Linked DNA regions of Mus musculus: region 1 is linked to region 2. Evidence: chromatin contacts called from public HiChIP or PLAC-seq data. All regions are on one chromosome and are shown on one strand. The core of a region is the stretch at or near the end of the contact, and the rest is flanking DNA. Distances in the headings are between cores, read along the strand shown.

Region 1 (4,763 bases), core at 75-2,574, 160 kb before region 2:
AGTGAGAAAGAGAGAGAGAGAGAGAAGATATTGTGGAAGTCAGAGATGGACTTCAAGTGTCTTTCTTTGATTGCTCCCTACCTTATGTTTTGAGACAGAGTCTGGCACTGAAACCATTGCTCATTGCTTCAGTAAGGCTGTCTAATGGGCCCCAGAGACCCATCTGTCTCTAGCATCCCCTGAGATCTGGGTTACACACACATGCCACAATGCCTGGCTGTTTATATGGGTGCTGATGATTTGAGCTTAGGTCCTCATGCTTGCATGGCAGGTAGTTTAACACTTGAGCTATCTTCTAGGCCCCTGTCTGTAAATCTTAATGACAAAGTACACAACGGCCCCTGTGTGGCAGTCCAGAGCCTCACACAGTCATTCATCTAAACGCCAGTGTAGAATACCTACAGATAATTCCTATTTCCTCATCTTCCCCACTGAGGATGGCATGTTTCCAGAAACAAGATCTTCTCCTGGAAGCTAAGATTCTGGACTTGTTTCCCAATGAATTATTGCTGTGCTCTTTAGCCCCCAAATAGTTACTATTCATCGAGAACTCAGTGCACGGGACTATACAGGTGATCTCAAAGTTTAGGAAAAAAGGAATAGACAGGTGCTGTAGGAAGAGTTTATGAAGAGATGATGGATTCCTGATCCCAGGTTCATGACTCAGTTGGACCCAAGGTCAACAGCTTGTATTTTTTCCTGATTCCCAGGAGCTGCCCTGGCTGTTGGCATAGCATTGGCATCTTCTGGTCCACCGATGTGATCTTGTTGCTCATAGCAACTCTGCACACGCAGAACCCTCAGTTCTCAAATAAGCAGAGCTCAGAGCATCAGCATGGGCTGACAGGTCATTTATCGGTGGCCCCATCCATCCAGGAGCGGAGTGGTAAGAAGATGTGTTAGGAAGGAAAGGAGGCAATGGCAGGGAAAGGAACAGTCCAGATGCCATAGTGCCTGCAGTCACCTGTATTCACTTGCACACACATGCTGGGGTGGGGAAGGGGTTTTTCTAGTTGACCATCTCCTTAGAAGATGAACCGTCTCTGGAAGTCAGAGGTACCTCGCTGTTCCAGTCAGTGGGAAAGAGCTACCTTAGTTATAATCTGTGTGGCTCCTGCTGTCACTAGGAACTCTCAGCAAGGTGACAGACATGTGCCAGGATGCTCTCTGCAGACATACCAGCCCATCCCTCCCAGGCAGGGTGTGCATGGCCCAGCTGGGGAACAAGAAGCATGCAGAGGCGTGAGAGGAAACCCCAGTGTTTGATGAGGTCTTTCACAGCCTCCTCCACTTTCTTGTGAGGCCCAAGGGCAGGAGTGACTCAGCATCCTTTGGCTGAGCCCTTGGAAACCCAGGCAGTGTGTTGTGGGAACCACAAGGGCTCTGAAGTCACACTTGAATCCCAGAACTGCTCCTTTGAAGCCCTAGCAGTCTCCCTGGGCTTCTTCATCTGAAGTAGGGGGCGAGAGAGACTGCCTACCTTCATGGGATGGTCACAATAACTCACCAAACCAATATCTGCTTAGAGCATAGTTGGTACCTTCCAGATTTTTTATGGAGGACTCCGAGGTGGCTCATTTTGACTTCCAAAAAGAGTGAAAACAGCTAGGACATTTTTGATGAAAAAACCAGATGCGCTAGCTAGCTCATCCTGAGATGTGGCTGCAGAGCAGATGAGCTAGCCAATGAGATGCAGGAACGCAGTGTGAGAATGCTACAGGTGTGGGATATGGGTTGTCCCTCAGATCAGTTCAGGGAACAGAGGGATCATCCAAAGCCTGGAAAAATGGTGGTGATCCATATAGTCAAATTGGGTCCTTTTATTAACACACACACACACACACACACACACACACACACACACACACACACACCCTGTGCATGCATATGGTTAATGGTGTAAAAAAAAAGTGTTGGAAAACTTTAACAGACAATTTTTAAAATGTGGAGATGAATGTTTTAACCTAGTGTTTGCTTTTGATTTTGTTCTTTTAAGGCAGGCTCTCTAGCCAAGGCTAGGCTTAAACTCTCAAAGGAGCAGAGAATGAACCTTCAGTTCCCGATTCTCTTGACCACATTCGCTGGGTACTGATATGAGAGGTGGACACTACCCCAGCTGGTTCATGCGATGCTGCTGACCTAGCCCAGAGCCTCCTGCGTGCTTAGCAGACACTGGACCAACTGAGCATGCGCACAGCAACCAGACCTCAAACTTGTATCTTTAAACAAGACACAGGAGTTCTGAGTTAACAGGAAAGATGGATACAAGTGTTAAGTATCCGGTTCCTCTCTTCAAGGCTAATCTGGATCGAGTCATGGACGAGAGAGTGCTTACCACATGTGTCCTAACAGGATTAGTGTTTGAGCCTAGCAAGAGCCCTTTCTACCGTGGGAGGCCGAGTTTTTGTCTGAAATGACTCAGGCTTTTCCTTTACTAAGCCTCTGGCTTTGGGCACAGTTAGTGGAATGCTGCCAGGCACTGCGTGTGCCATGTCCCGGTAGAAGGTTTACAAGCATTCCAAGTTTCTGCCCATCCACTTTCTCACCGATCTGCTGGGAGAGTATACCCTAAACAGAATCTGCCATTGCAGTCTGGGTCCAGGAACTTGACAGATGCGCAGCAAGGACCTGACTCCTTTCACCGTATGAAGCGAGAATACAATTGGTCGGCAGACTTGACAGCGACAAGGAAATGTTTATTGTTATAAACTACTGCTGTTTTATGTTGCCTGTTACTATAGCAAAACCACACTGTGGAGAAACGAATGCCCAGAAGTAGGTATTGTTGCAATCAAAGAGTAGGATACCTGACTTTGGCTTTGGGGCTGAATACCAGACAGCAGGTGATTTTTAGAAGGGCCTGTAAAAATGACAGTGCATGCAATACATTGTGAAGGACTTGATAAAACTCTATCATTTAGAAGTGAGAAGGCAAAACATTAAAATGGCATAAAGTGGTTGAATTTGTGGATTTGAGAGAAGAAGGTTTACAACAGTTGTTGCGAAGGTGAGTTGGTTGTGGCTAGCCTTAATAAGAGACACTTCACAAAGAAGATAGTTCTAAGAACCAGCACTCTTGCAAGCAGAACGGAGAGACAATAGAAAACCGAGACAGGCTGGGTCATACAGGGTTTGGTCGTGTGATCTTCTCACCTTCTTATCCTTGAAGCTTGTAAAATATTCTCAACAAAAATTACGTAGCTTTAGGGCACAGAGTCAAAGTTGTGGCCATTAGTGCTCAACCTAGTGGTCAAAAGCAAATCATTCCATTTGCTAAGACCTCTGATGAGACTAAGGGGCTCTTGGGGAGTCATGTTAAGTGCACTATTATTTTTACAAACATACAACAACAACAACCCACAATAGATAAAAAAAAAATGGGCCCCCCATGGAGCCTGTCAGACACAGTTGCTTATGGGAAGGAGACCTGTCATAAAGCCTGATGCCATTCAGTGACTTGGAATTGCATCTAGAGAGAGTTGGCTTTTCTTCAGGTGGGATGAAGGCTTGACTTGAGTTTCTAAAAATCATCTGCTGTCTGGTGCTTGGGCCCAAAGCCCAAGCTAGGTTATATCTTACACCTTGGTTATAGCAATACCTACTTCTAGGAATTCATTTCTACATAGTGTGATTTTACTATAGTAACACGCAATCCAAAACACCAGCAGTTTATAACAATAAGCATTTCATTTTTGCCATCAAGCCTGCCAGCCACTTGCATCTGTGCTTCAGGCTGTGGATGGAGTGAGGTCTTTGCTGCCCGTCTATTTGGTTCTAGGCCCAGGCTGCAATGGCAGTTTTTCCTTAGGATAGATCCTCCCTGAAGCTCAGTTGATATAGGGTTTATCTAGCATGCTAGAAGCCCTGAGTTCACATTCAACACTCTGTAAACTGTATAGGCTTGTATCCATTTGTAATTCCAGCTCTCATCAATGGGAGGCAGCATTTGGAAGATCAAAAGTTCAAGGTCATTTTTAGCCACATAGAAAGTTCCAGACCAGCCTGAGATATATGGTATTTTTACTAAAAACAAAACAAATGAACATACAACAACATCAAACCACAAAAGATACAAAAAAGGGCCTCTCATGATGCAGTGGCTCATGGGAAGTTACTGATGGAATGTGGTGACTTGGGAATGAATCTGGAGAGAGTTGGCTTTTCTTCAGGTGGGGTGAAGCCTTGGCTCCAGAGGCTTCAAAACTAGCTTCCCAGAGAGGAACTTTCAGTTTCTGAACATGCGGCCCACTTTGACTCAATAAGACTGATACTTCACCGTGCTGAACCATTTTGATGCTTTGTGCTTGATAGACAGGAACCGGCCGATGGTGCAGATAAGCAGAATAGAAATACTCAGGAGGCTTGTGACAATGAACAGGAGTGGGGGCACACAGAACGGACACCTTCAGGGCCAAGAGGCAGAGCTAGTGTTGAAGAGGGAGTGCTGGAAAGCCTCCTAGTAGAAGCAAGAGTATGTACGGAGAACGCTTAGCTCTGATGTCAGATGTAGATACCACGCTACCCTGACAGGCTGTTCACCTCTTCTCCCACATCCCCCCACACATGTGAAAATGTATGTAGTCAGCACCTCCATAACATCTAGGGGTAATGAAGCCCTGGGCTTAACCAATCGCAGATTTAAAAATATTTCATAGAAAAATATACCTGTATTGAATATTACAAATGTGCTCAATGCATCCCCCCCCCCAATACAGAATAGCTACTGTTAGCATCGTGTTTACTTTGTATCAGGCATTACAAGT
Region 2 (4,788 bases), core at 322-2,821:
GAAGTGCTTGAGGTGGTTGTGGAAAAGGTAGTGGATGCATTAGCTTCAGATTTACGGGTCAACTTCACATTCAAAGGTGCTGAAGACCTTAGGGCAGATGCAGTTTTAAATAAAGTTGTAGGTTCTGATCTCATTTGGTTCCGATCCAGGTTTTTAATGTATGTCTGGACCCATTCCTTCTTGGGGTCAGCACAGACCTCTCTCTTGAGCTTGGTGACAAAACTGTGGGAAGAGAAAAGACACTGTTAGATGAAGTTCAGTCTGGTATACATGGAGGGGCTGTGTAGAGCTCAGCGGGGGAGGGCAGGTAGAAAAAGGGGACTCAAAGTGACCTGCTTCTCCTGCAGGTTTTCTAAGATAAGCTTGTGGAGTAGAAAGGGCCTGAACAGCAGCCATAGAGACAATGCTGTTGAGAACTGCCTTTGCCTTCTTGGCCTTGGTTTCCCCATTGGATCTGAGTGTGTGACTGACTATAAGTATATGAGGACCATCCCTTGTTCTTAAGGAAAAACCTTTGGACCAGGGAGGGCCGGGGTATGTAACTCACACTACAGCTTCTTTGGGACACCTGCTGCTGGTGATCCTCTTGTAGCTCTCCAGCCTACTCATTGGGATCATCTTGCTGGTGAATGAGTAGCAGCAGGTGAGTGGGGCGTTAACTGCATCTGGAGAGTAAAAGAGAAGCACATTAGGACAGGAAAGATGCTTCTGACCTTAGAGAAGAGAAGGACCACGGGGAGAAGGCAGTTTCAGCAGGATGGGATATAAATGCCAATACATCAGATCTGGGATGTGATCTTTGACAACAGACTCAGTTATTTGCAGCTTAAAGTAGGCTCACAGTCTTGGGTAGAGGGATGCCATTAAAACTATGTGACTCTGGGGACTGTCATTTGGGGGAGTTAGAAGTCAAATTACTATGACCTGAGAAGATTACCTGAGTACATTACTGTAGGCTGCAAAAAAAAAAAAAAAAAAAAAAAAAAAAAAAAAATCAAATCATGAGTATCTCTGATCCCAACCACCTCCGCTAAGCTGCTATCTCTGGAAGCAGGGCTGGGTGAAACACAGCTCGGATCTTGGATCTCTTCCCCTTTCTCCTCTATCTGGAAAAAGGCACCAACCCAAGCCTCTGTTTGATCACCCAGGTTCCCAAATACTGAGGGAAGTAACTGGAACAGGAACTATATGAAGGTGTGATTCCAAATTTAGATCTAACAATTAAAATTCTAGTTGCTTTCCAGAAGCAATCTTGTAATTGGGTTGGCTCTTTGTCCTTCCTTCTTTATGCTCCTTATCTTGGTTAAAGAAAAAAAAAAAAGTACCTGACCATGTGAGACTATGCTATCACAATCCACGACAATTCAAAAATGGGGTGATATGCTGGGAAGGGAGCTGGGGGGGTCTCACCTGGCTGAGCCAACACGTGGATGCTCCAGCCGGCAACTGTGAACAGCAGGCCCAGAAGCATGACAGGGACCTGCATGGTGGTGGAGGAAGAGAGAGCTGGCTTCAGTGAGAGTTGGCTGGTGCTGGTGCTGGGCTGGCCTTCCTCCCGTCTGGCTCTCTGCACTTCTGGCTGCTCTGAGGCAGCCTTTTATTGTAAGCCAGGGGGGTGGAGTCAGGCAGGGTGCTTGGTGCCAAGGAGTAGCATCACCCTGGATAAGTGATGGAAAGTGGAAGTTGAATCCGCTGAGTAAGTGCAGAGCCCTCGGGTGTTTCCAGGAAGTGGAAGAGAGAAACTGTGGGTTGGAATTTGGTATTTTTCTAGCCACTCCTGGGAGCAAATGAAGCTGCGCAGGGAGTAGGGGGGGGGGGGGGGAAAGAGGGAAGAATTGGCAGTAATTGTACTACTGTGACCACAAGTGTGAATGGAGTGGCTCTGCTTTCACTGAAATAAAAGGAAGTGGCCAAGGAACCTAAAGTCCTTAGGAAGAAGATGCTTGGAAACACAGCCTAGCTTGCCCCTGGCTCAAGGAACCTTGCAGCTGGGAAAGGACCCCCAGTAAGTCGGCTGAGTCCTTGGTTATCAGGCCTTGTTGAATACAGCATTCTCTCCACTTGGTGGTTACCAGATATTTTGCAGCACTAAGAAGCTTTGTGACATTGATATGAACTGTCTGAGTTGTAAAAGTCCAGACCTGGAAAGCCATATACATGAGCTCATGGTGCAGAAGAAATTTCTATATAAAACTCACCTAGTGCTTACTCTGGGCCAGGAGTGGTTGGAACCCTTCACAGTGCAGTCTCTAATTTCCCCAGCTCTGGTAAGTAGATGCTGTTACTCCCCATTCTCAGATCAGGCAGCTGAGGTCCAGAAGGGTCATGTAGGTAACTGCCCTAAGAGTCCCTGGAACAGGACCCAGGTAGCTCCAGCCTGGCTATCATCACATTACCTTCAAACTAACAGACAGCTAACGGGCCATGGAGAAACATGCCTTTTGGTTAAGTCATGATGAATTAGAAGCCTGTGTGTTAGCGTTTACTACTCCTGGTAGCTCTCTGCCCTGTTTCCTTCGTGATTTCCAGGGACCATGAGTGAGCCAACTGGAATGTCTGGCTTAATTCAGCTTTCCAGGTTTAGATTTCTTCACAAACAGTGTGATCAAAGCGATAAAATCTGAAAGCCCTTAGAATTCATTTCAGCAGACTCTTGATAAAAAGAGTGGCGCTCTCACATGCGTGCCAGTGGCTGAGCGGAGTCTTCCACTCAGGTATCTTGATTTCCTCCTTCCTCTGTAGCATCCTTTTGAGTCTTTCCTGATTGGCAGAGTTGTACCCAAGATTTGTCTTTCATAGAGAGTCGTGGAGACAATGACTGTAAAGGAATGGGGGGATGCTTGGAAGAGAACAGTTCTGAAGTTAATATATTTGTGATAGGAAATAAGCTTTATCAAACAAGCTGCTGTGTTTATTCCATGGCAAGTGGTCCTTAGCAGCATTGTGATGGCTTACCAGGAGCCAGGCATAGTCAGTTGTCAAAAACCTAATTACCCATAGGTAACACAGGTGACACGGGGTGGGGGTGGGGCTGGTGCTTCCAGAATGCTTCCCTGGACCTGAGATTTGTTTTTTGGTTTTTCGAGACAGGGTTTCTCTGTATAGTCCTGGCTGTCCTGGAACTCACTTTGTAGACCAGACTGGCCTCAGAAATTTGCCTGCCTCTGCCTCCCAGGTGCTGGGATTAAAGGCGTGCGCCACCACGCCCGCTTGGACATGAGATTTAATGTCTCACAATGGATGTTAGTTTCCTAGTTTGCGGTACCTCTTGGGACCCTCCTTTTGTTCACCTATATCATGATCTTGCTAGTCACTGTCCTCCTCCTGACTAGTGTCCAAATTGTTCTGGATTTAGCCCAATTCTTTTCCTGTATGTCACTCAGTTTCCCTCAAATATGTGAATTATTTCAGGATTGGAGGCAGTAGTTGTGCGTAGTCATTTCTACCCAGAGCATCTCGTTGCTACCTCCACGAAGTTTTCCTCATGTTCATAGATGCCCACAGCTCATCTGTGAGAATGTTATCTATGAAATCTAGTCATTCTTTTGGGCTTTCTGTAGCATGAACAAGTTGAGAGATGCCATTATTATGAATCTGAGACACAAGAACCCCAGGGAAATTGTATAGTGTTGCATTTTCTTTCTATGTGAGGAAGCCTTTCCTGACTGAGATGCACAGATTCATGTGGTCTACAGTCACAGAAAAAGGCCCCTGGCTTTGTGGGCAGGCTTCTGAGCCTGGGAGATCACCATTGCAAAGTGAATTGGCCGCTGCAAGCTTCAGTTAGCACAGGAGGCAGCGCAAATGTGAATCATAAACGAAAGAAAGGAGAGTTATTGTCTGTTTCCCTCTCACTTCACTCTGTCAACAAAGGATGTTCTTCCCAGCGGGCAGGTCAGAGGCAGAGTAGGATAAGAGCGTGGAAATTCCCATTCTGAGGCAGTATTGGAAGTTCCCAGACCCTTCGGGAGAGATATTTAGCTGGAATGTGAGCTCCAGATGCTGGGCCTGCAGCCAAGCAGTTCTCTCATGGGCCGGAGAATCTGAAATGACTCAACAAAGGCCTAGTCTGAGCTCTGGCTTGGGAGCAGCCAAGGGAAAGGCCCGGGGAAGAGATGTAATGGGGTGAGGACTGATAGAACATCAATCCCCAGCCTCCCAAGAGCCTTGGGCCTTTTTATTTATTTACTTATTCTTTAACACCCAGATGGACAATGGAACGTTTTTTCTGAGTGAATAACCTTCTTTTCCTTCCTGCACATGTGCCCTGGTCAGTGTCACATCCTCCCACTCAGTGTCAGAGTGGGAGAAAGAAGAAGTGACAGTGGACTTTCTAGAAAGATCAGAAGCACTTCCTAGGCCCTCGGCTGGCCACTTGTACAGTTCACTTGCTTGCTTATTCCTGTTTGTGTAGCTTACAGTCTTCTGACTTATGCCTCCAGATGATCTCCCCATCCCCTAAGCCTTTGCATGGTGTACATAGTTTGGTCCCTGGTCATCCTCCAAACACTATCCTCTACTCTCACCTAGTGAGCTCCCAGGTCCAGGTAGACCAGGCCTGCATGCCTAGGACTTTGAAAGTGCCGTCCTTTCAGGGACCATGGTTTTCCATCATTTTTTTCACAGAATGTCTAGTGGAAAGGGGACCTCCATGCTGAAGTGCTTGTTTCTCAGATGGAGGGACTGGGGCCAAGATCAATACCATGACATGCTCAGGGTGACTAAGGCAAGTATTCACAGTGGCTTGGCTATGAGCTTTCTCTGTGTTCTCTACCATCCCAATGATTG

What was found. HiChIP or PLAC-seq counts read pairs in DNA pulled down with a chosen protein or histone mark.
Region 1: a CTCF HiChIP or PLAC-seq map of the NIH/3T3 cell line shows a contact between it and region 2, with 8 read pairs. The contact joins the enhancer-like site here to the promoter of Ccl2 in region 2. A contact is called at or near these places in 12 of 39 promoter capture datasets (the C10 cell line, the HPC-7 cell line, the SN4741 cell line and 8 more), 1 of 15 datasets of contacts at CTCF or cohesin (the NIH/3T3 cell line), 13 of 484 Hi-C or Micro-C datasets (the AML12 cell line, bladder smooth muscle, bone marrow-derived macrophages and 7 more), 6 of 115 datasets of contacts at active chromatin or transcription factors (the NIH/3T3 cell line, bone marrow-derived macrophages, embryonic fibroblasts and 3 more) and 4 of 9 other capture datasets (adipose tissue, liver, macrophages and 1 more).

The regions. Positions count from the first base shown.
Region 1 is chr11:82,191,687-82,196,449 of GRCm38.p6, reverse strand. No RefSeq gene overlaps it. Among named protein-coding and RNA genes, the nearest start is that of Ccl1, 14 kb to the right of the region's middle. Within about 2 kb of position 1,324, at least 37 of the 459 cell types and tissues checked have an H3K27ac peak or open chromatin away from gene starts, as enhancers often do. A contact at or near this core is called in the NIH/3T3 cell line, the SN4741 cell line and embryonic fibroblasts, where this site is marked.
Region 2 is chr11:82,032,360-82,037,147 of GRCm38.p6, reverse strand. It overlaps Ccl2 (chemokine (C-C motif) ligand 2), which reads right to left and starts at 1,571. Exons shown (of 3, transcript NM_011333.3): 1 at 1,411-1,571; 2 at 548-665; 3 at 1-222. The coding sequence starts at 1,486.